Regions from separate parts of the Rattus norvegicus genome. Here regions 1 and 3 are each linked to region 2. Evidence: chromatin contacts called from public Hi-C data. All regions are on one chromosome and are shown on one strand. The core of a region is the stretch at or near the end of the contact, and the rest is flanking DNA. Distances in the headings are between cores, read along the strand shown.

Region 1 (2,700 bases), core at 29-2,528, 180 kb before region 2:
TGTGTGTGTGTGTAAGAGAGAGACAGAGACAGAGGCAGAGACAGAGAGACAGACAGTGAGTAACGTGACATGACGTGGTTCCTTGGAACCTTTGGTCAAATGCTGGAGCAGTGTTCTCTCTTAGTTTTCGATCTATTTCCTGCTTACTTCTCCCCTCCAGCTCTTACCTATTTATTGCAGCCGGAAATCATTGAAAAGGTAGTAAAAACTATTTCATGTTGAGTCAAATGAGTCCATGTAGCAGTGGAATAATAAATCACTTGTGGAATGTTGCTTGTTGAGAAGCAAAAATATAACGCTTGCAACGCTTTGAAAGGAAAATGTTGCTAAAAACTTTCACCCAAATAGAATTGTCCTCATTTCTTGTTTTTTTTTAAAAGCAACTTCTATGCTTTCAAGTCATTGTAACCATAACACACACACACACACACACACACACACACACACACACACACACGCTTGTGAGTGGTAACAGGCTATGTACACTCTTGAATTTAATAATCTCTATTTCAGTTGTTCACTTTAAGTTTCCAAAATGATAGTGTATTTTTTGTTTGTTTTTTTTGTTGTTGTTTAATTAAAATTTTAGGGGTTTTATTTTGACATCCTCAGATTTCAAAACTAGTCTGCCAAAGAAGAGACTCATACAGGCCACGCACAATCTAAGTCACCATTGCTGGGGCCAGCCCAGCTTTGGGCTTTCCAACAGGACTCCAGGGAAGGGAAAGGATGATACCAGCTTTTCATATTTAGGTAACCTTAGGCCCATGCCCTACTGATGTGATGAAATCTAGACTGTATTGGCAGGATTTAGTTGCATTGATTAATAAGCAAGTCCCAAGTTCATAGAGTCACTCAGAGTCTTGCAGCGTAAGCTTAACCCTTCCAGTCACTGCGTGGTAAGAGGGAAGACTGCACGCCACAGGGAGGACGTTTCTACAAAGTTGAGATCTGCAGGATTGTCAGGCTGCGTTGCTCACGAAGGCCAAGGATGCCTTACCTTCTGTTTCTTCTTCAGTTTACTTCTTAGGCATGCCTTACCTAGTGTTGTACAATCCTTACAGAGCCCACATTAAAGGACTTCATAAATTTCCATTGACTTACCATAAAACAACTACCAAGCCATTGCCCCAGCACGTGACATTTAGGCTGCTTTCTGTTTCGGTAAAAGGACATGGTTGCTTTTAGGATTCCCGATCTACAGCATTATACTCTTTGCACAGGCAGACAGGCAGATTTGCAACAATCCTCAGCCTGTGCATTTCTGTGGAGCCGTGGGAGGTGAACGCTGTGCAGGATAACAGATGTTTCTGTCACTGACCGGCTTATCATTATTGGCAGTGCTTGGACTGCGCCTTTGCTGAATGCTCTACATTAACTTAGACTTCAAAACTGCCCTTCAAGGGGTGTTAATCTGCTCGTTTCTTCTGCTGGAATTCTTTGAGGAGGCAACCCTAAGCTTAGGAGTCGGCAGTCTGCATCCCAACTGTATCCCTCACTACTGTGTGAACTTGCACAGGTCTCTAAGCCTCCCTGGTCTCAGTTTCTGTTTTGTGAAGTAGGGAGCAGCAGAACGTTACTCTGAAGTGCCGAGCTCGAACAACAGAACCATCCCGTTAGCTTTAAACCTCATCCCATGGCCCTGGCTTTTGTTTGTTTGTTTGTTTGTTTGTTTTACCACAGCCTTATCCTTTCTCCAATGAATAACCACTGTTCTCATGCCCTTGGGCTGCACCCTGACCCCTCTTGTCTCTGTTATTCTACCAGCTCTCGCTTTATACAGATGAGTCCCACAACCTCAAAATTCTGTGTATGTCTTAGGAGTTCATACCCTCAACTCCTAACAAGTTTCATTCAGTAAACGCCTCTTCTTCCAAACAGAGCTCCTAAGGGTTTCTTTGCCCTTCAGGTATCCTTTCCTCTGGTAACTCTGGGTGTGTCTGTGTGGTGACATCCATCGCACTATCGTTTATTGTCTATTTGCTGATAATTTGCCTCTAATAGAACCTGGGCCCTGTGTGGATAAAAATCTGTTTGGTTTGGTCTTATAGCTTCGCTTGCAGTGTGTTGTCGGGTATGCGGAAAGTTCTCTGATAAATATTTGGTAACTGGATGGATCAATATCTGTGTTACTCATCAGGCAAAGATCCAAATGGCCTGAAAAGACACTGTACATAGCAAATATTTGCCACCACCGGGCTAGGTTAGGTTTCGAGCAGCCTTGTGGGAGGAGGAGCTCACGTAGCCAGGGACAACTCTGGAGGTGGACACTGTGGAATTCCCAAATACTCAGGTGTAGTCACCTGTCATGGTTCTGAGTGACTCCCTAACCTCAAAGGACAGGGTTGCTAGAGGCTACTATGCTCAGCTGCACATGGGAAGCACACTGTGGACAAAGCCCCAAAGAGGAATCCCTAAATTACATGGGTGGTGGCTGCACCGGAGGAAGTGATTAATCTCCCACAAGGAGAGTTTTGAAAGTGATTGCCTTGATTCTGATGATTAAACTGTGATGTAATTGTCTGAAAAAAAATGAAAAATAGATACATGTTTTAGCACATCACTAGGTACTAAAATTACACTGGTCAGGGATATGGGGTGTGCCTAAAAGGGGTGGGACTTGGGATAGCTAACACTATGATTCCATGGTAGACAAGAGTCAGCGTGAGAGACCGAAGGGGCCAGAGACTTATTGCTACA
Region 2 (2,700 bases), core at 156-2,655:
GTAATAACAAGCGTTGCGGGAACCCCATAGCCTGGAACTCACAGGAGGAGTTAAGGAGCAGAAACAGTAGAAATGATGTGACACAAGACACTCAGGTATGACCTCTGATAAGGGGGAAAAAATCCGTGCTCCACAACCAGACGGCGGATGCCCTGACGACGGTCTGGTGTAAGAGACTGTGGTGTCAGATCATATTCAGTACCAGAGTGCTGGAGCCGGGGAAAGGTTTCAGACAGGCGATGGAAGATCCTCTGATGGCTTCTGAGGCTGTGGGATGCAGGGCTGTGTGGGATCTGTCTGAGGGCTCCAGAAGCAGAGAAACCGAGCAGTATAACCACACGTCCATCCTTGAGACACAGACTCACAAACCGCGAGGTATCACAGGGAACTGGTTCCTGACAGACAGCTCATAGGAGCCGTTGGCGGTATTCGCCCTTTATCAGTGAAGGGTTGGTGGATATTAGGGGCCGGAGGACTACGGAGGAAGCACAGGCTTTACTGAGGAACTAGGATGGCAAAGGCCACATGTGATGCCCAGTTCACTGGGCTGGACATGACTGTGTTCACCAGAGACTTAATGAGAACTGGATACAGCAGGGATCTTGGGACTGGCACGGTGCTTTAATGGCTTTGCTGAACTCCTTGTTGGGGCAGGATCTTAACAAAGGTTAAAAGTCTTTGGAGGTGTATGTGACACAGACTAGCATGTAAAGTGTGTCCGTGGAATGGGAGAGCAGTCTAGAGGAGATGAGAGAAAGGTGAAGCAGCAGAGGTCTATCTCCAAAGCAAATTGACAAGATCTGCGTTGAACCCACATTTTAAAAAGATGACATAAAGGTAAATCCCCTGCTAAGGAGCGACTTGGGAGGCTTTAAAGCCAGAGTTTACAGAAGGCTCACACAATAAAACAGTAACAGCGCAGAAGACTGAGTCTGTACTGGAGGGTGAACAATTACCTCCTAAGCGAAGTCCTTTTCTCTCCTGAAAGAGGTTATGCTTGGGCGTGGAGTTGGTTTGCTAAGCCAGAGCCTGTCCAGAGACCAGCTGCCCCTGTAGCCAATGTGCTAACCTAGAGCCTCTCCAGCGCAGGGATAAGGCCCAAGCAGCAGGTGAGAGCAGAGCCTCAATCCTCCTTTGGCCTGAGCAGCAGGAGCCAGCCCCACCAAGCTCATCAGGGGCCGGGAATCACAGGGAGGATCCCTGGGAGAGCTGTAGGACCTGGAAGTGGAATAGCCCTGAGAAAATGACTGAGGTTTGTGGAGTGTCACTTTAAGGCAGTGCCTCCTGCTGTCCCCAACACTGATTAAACAGAGAGTAACAGATGAAGTCTTCCCATACTGCGTTAAACCTCGCTCACGTTGGACCCTGGTATTTTCTTAGCTGTAGCTGTCTGTAGGCCCGATACTTGGAGTGATGACAGTTGGCTGTCAGAGAGCCTGGCTGAGGTTATCGGGATGACCCTGCTGTTAGTGTATGGGAGGGTGGTTCAGGACTTTGTGCTATTGTTCTGCCCATTTGCAAACTTTCTTATCTAGGCAGCCTAATGCTAACCTTTGAGTGTTTTGTGGATTTGGAAGCACATAAGAGAGACACGTGAATGAGTCTGAAGAACAAGCCTGGGAAATTAGCTCACAGAGGGTCCAAAGGCCAAGTGTCAGGAGCTTTACGGGTTGGTTGGACAAGGCACAGTGATTTCCCAAGGTGACTGGGAAAATCTGCAACAGCCTGACCTGTAAGTGTACAAGAGTAGCCTCTTAGAGTGGAAATGGATTCCCAGAAGCCATAACATTAAGAAGCCCAACACTAGGGGTAGGGTACCGCCCTAGAAGTTGTTAGCCACAGGGGCCTTAGGGGTCCCTATTGTCACTGCATGCAACACATAACTAAATGGGAAGAGCTTACTGCTGAACACGATGCACGTTGGATACGATGAGTTCAAGACCAAGTCCCTCTGCACCACTCTCAGAGCAGATGGGTCTGTGAGAGAGACAATATGACATTTCCCCCCTCTCTGGGGTCGGTTGTTGGAAATAGGTTTCATAGGCGCATTCATTGGAGATTTGCTGATATCTGACAAGCTGTCTTTGCAAATGCTTCTCCTTTTTATTCCTTAGGAACATCTGGATGGGGCCCGAGAATACCCTTAAGCCAGGAGCCCACAGAACAGTTTTAGCTGCACCTGGAGGAGGACTGCTGGCTTCTGGCATCTTCCCTTTGGGGCTTGTAGTTGCTTATCCTGAAGCAAAGCATGACCCTTTGAAGCATCCAGAAGGATGCAAACCACACCAGCCACCAGCATCGAGAGAGAGAGAGAGAGAGAGAGAGAGAGAGAGAGAGAGAATGAATTGGCTTTCCACTTGTCTCTGCTCACGTGCAACCCTGCCAGCCAGCAGCTACCTACCACACTTGTCTCTTTGAAATAAACTGAGAAAGAGATGGAGAGGGAAAAAAACCCACCAACAACATTTTATAAGGTAAGGCAACCATATAACAGGTAGGACAAGTATGAGGAATGCTTGAAACAAATATATATATATATATATGTGACAGTGTCACCTTCCTCTGACACAGCTAATGCCCTTGTGACAAAGGATGTCTACTTTGGGTGGGCAGGTAGTCACCTGTATTTTCCTGGGTCTACTGGAAGTCTACAGATCTCTTTTGAAGTCATTATTTAGGGAATACTTTTTTTTACAAGGT
Region 3 (2,700 bases), core at 62-2,561, 230 kb before region 2:
CTGCTTTTTCCACATTTAGATGGAATTGGATAAGCAGCCTTGGTTAAGTGTGATCATTTTTCCTCATTATAAAGTGTACCAGTTAGCTTGAGTGTGTATATATGAGACCAAGGTCACATTAGTTGACATACATACCCTAATGACAATTACCTTTGACATACACACCCTTAAGCAAAGGTCTGCCTTGCACAGTTTGTAAATCACATGAAGGCATAAGAGAAAGCAGATACACAAGCAACAGACTGCTAAGTACAGCCATAGCTGTTCATCGAGGTGCCTCAGAGACTAGTGTGGTGACACTATTTAAAAGATTTGGGTCATGAATTAATTACACGGACTGTTTATTCAGTGGCCTGTATGGTTTGTACTTCATTCATTCAGCGTTAACTTGTGCTAGAAACACAACACAGGTTCAGACATCAGGCATGGAGCTCAGATGTAGGCCGTTCTCGACTGGCTTGTGTATTTATTCTTCACAAAATGGGGAAAAATGCTATTTTAAAAACACATTAACATTCAGGCTTTATGGACCCAATTAACACATTCCTTACAGTTATTATTCTAATTTCTGTCAATCAAGTTTCAAGTTCCTTTCAACAACTTCATCACGAGTCGCTGATGAAGCTGCCAGGTCCTCAGGAATGTTGCTGCTTTCCAAATGCCTGGATGCTAAATCCCGGTCTAACAGTTACCTAAAGTCTATCGTAGCTAACATGCTTTCATAAGATTTTATGAAGACCACATCGGCAACAATAGAAGAGGTTTAGAACCTATCTGTACAAACCTCAGGTGAGCAGAGAAGTTTTTTTTCACTGAGATAAAGGTGGCTTCCAAACCATGTGACAGCTCTAGGCCACTGGCTTCTCCAGGTGGGTGCCTCTGAGGCAAGAGCGGCCTGACCGTTGCTAAATATTGCAAGGAAGCCTCAGGCAAGGACAGGAATTAGGTAGAGAGTAAAGAAAGGAAGCCTGGGAAGAAGCTCCAGTCCATTAATGGTAGAAAGAAGTATTAGGGCCTCCATGTTGTCAGCTCAGTGGCTCACCTGTGATCCCAGCACTCAGGAGGCAGAGGTAGGGGAATTGCACGATCAAGGTTAGCCTTGGCTACATAAGACCCAGTTTCTGAAAACCAAACCAAACCAAACAAAAAACAAACCCCAAAGTGAAAAATAAACTAGCTTAAGAGAGAGACAGAGAGACACAGAGACAGACAGACAGACAGACAGACAAACAGACAGACAGACAGAGACAGAGAGAGGGCACTGGTGGTTCTCCCTCAACAGATGTGAGTACTATACCATTTCATCATGGAGCAGAGGTCAGGAAAGAGCCAGTCTGTGGGGGAGAAGAGAAGCGATTCAAGCCAGTTGGCAATGCTCAGCAATAATGATTCCCAAGAATTCCTCTCAGCCTCATATTGGGCACGTGGCTTTAGCTGCCCTTTGACTCTGGAGTCCTTTGTCCAAGTGTGACAAAATACCAGCGGAGGGTGACCTGAGCTTCAGCCCGCACCTTGGGTCTGGCCTCTGGGAGCAGTGTGAATTCTGACGGCAGAGTGTCCGTCCTATTGTGCATTCTTCAAAGCATTATTGCAGGGATTACCATACCACCACTGGGAGATCAGCACACCGGCGGGCAGATGGTGATCTCTACAGTTTCTAGACGGGAGGACCTTAGGGACCAGGTCAGAAGTGGGGAGGGAAGGAAGGTGGCAGGAACATCTTGAAGCTGTAATTCCACAGTGGTTTTTGTTTAGTTTTGTTTTGAATAAAAAATGAAACTTCCAATAGGCTGTTTTCCCTCCATTCCTCACACCATCCATGTCCCTCAGTACCTGTGACATCACAGGGAAGGGGCGGCAGTTCACGTGCACCAGTGCCAGCATTGGGTAAGGGTTCAGTTCGCCTGGCCCCTTGCTCTTTGTCAGAATTCCCCATATATCTTATGATCCCATATCTCTCACAGAACTTAGGCTTGAAAAGGACCTTGGAGGGTGTCCAGTCCAACCCTCCCAATATTAGGAGGGTGCAAAAAAACCACCAGAAGGTAGAAAAACACATCATGGACGGTGCCTAAGGAAGAGGGACGGTTTTCAGATGTGAAAACCAGGCTCAATGAATTTGAGAGTGTGTGTTTGGAGAGGGGTGCTCATTTTCTGCTGAGCTCCTGTTTTGACAGTGTATAGGGCACATAGTTAAATTTCACGTACGTAGCACAGCTAATTATAATCTTGTAAAAGTCACAAAGAGAATTTGGCAGCTAAAGGAACAAAATATATAAGGAAGGAAATATGACAGATACTAGTAAGTTTTTTTTTATCCTTTGGAAAGAAAAATAAACTTTTCAAAGAAGTGTTATGGGCAGTGTCAGCAATGCTGGATTAACGTAACACAAGTTCACACATTCTATGTAAGCGTGGCTCTCCAGGAACCATTTCAACCCTGCTTTCCCCGGTTCTTCTGACCTCTGGGGCTCCCTTTGCATTTTATCTCTTTGCCACACTTGGGATCCTGTGTGAGGTGACGTATCAGTTGGTTGATGCTTTTATGATTTTTTTTTTCTCTTTCTCTGGTCATGGCTCCTGCAAGGCCCAGGATTCTGGACATTTCAAAGACTTTGGCGTTCAGGCACACAGTTGCCCCTTGTTAAGGGTGGAATTGTTTAAATCCATGGCCAATGACTTGGCTCCATGTTATGGGAG

What was found. Hi-C and Micro-C count contacts between places; a contact is called where the count stands out from the background.
Region 1: a contact with region 2 is called in a Hi-C map of liver, with 4 times the contacts expected there. The contact joins two enhancer-like sites. A contact is called at or near these places in 2 of 12 Hi-C or Micro-C datasets (kidney and liver).
Region 3: a Hi-C map of liver shows a contact between it and region 2, with 7 times the contacts expected there. The contact joins two enhancer-like sites. A contact is called at or near these places in 2 of 12 Hi-C or Micro-C datasets (kidney and liver).

Annotation. Positions count from the first base shown.
Region 1 is chr15:58,367,508-58,370,207 of GRCr8, forward strand. No RefSeq gene overlaps it. Among named protein-coding and RNA genes, the nearest start is that of Serp2, 56 kb to the left of the region's middle. Within about 2 kb of position 1,279, at least 3 of the 93 cell types and tissues checked have an H3K27ac peak or open chromatin away from gene starts, as enhancers often do. A contact at or near this core is called in liver, where this site is marked.
Region 2 is chr15:58,549,401-58,552,100 of GRCr8, forward strand. LOC102546462 (a long non-coding RNA gene) reads left to right here. Exons shown (of 7, transcript XR_010058214.1): 2 at 2,115-2,474. Among named protein-coding and RNA genes, the nearest start is that of Serp2, 240 kb to the left of the region's middle. Within about 2 kb of position 1,406, at least 12 of the 93 cell types and tissues checked have an H3K27ac peak or open chromatin away from gene starts, as enhancers often do. A contact at or near this core is called in liver, where this site is marked.
Region 3 is chr15:58,322,335-58,325,034 of GRCr8, forward strand. No RefSeq gene overlaps it. Among named protein-coding and RNA genes, the nearest start is that of Serp2, 10 kb to the left of the region's middle. Within about 2 kb of position 1,312, at least 2 of the 93 cell types and tissues checked have an H3K27ac peak or open chromatin away from gene starts, as enhancers often do. A contact at or near this core is called in liver, where this site is marked.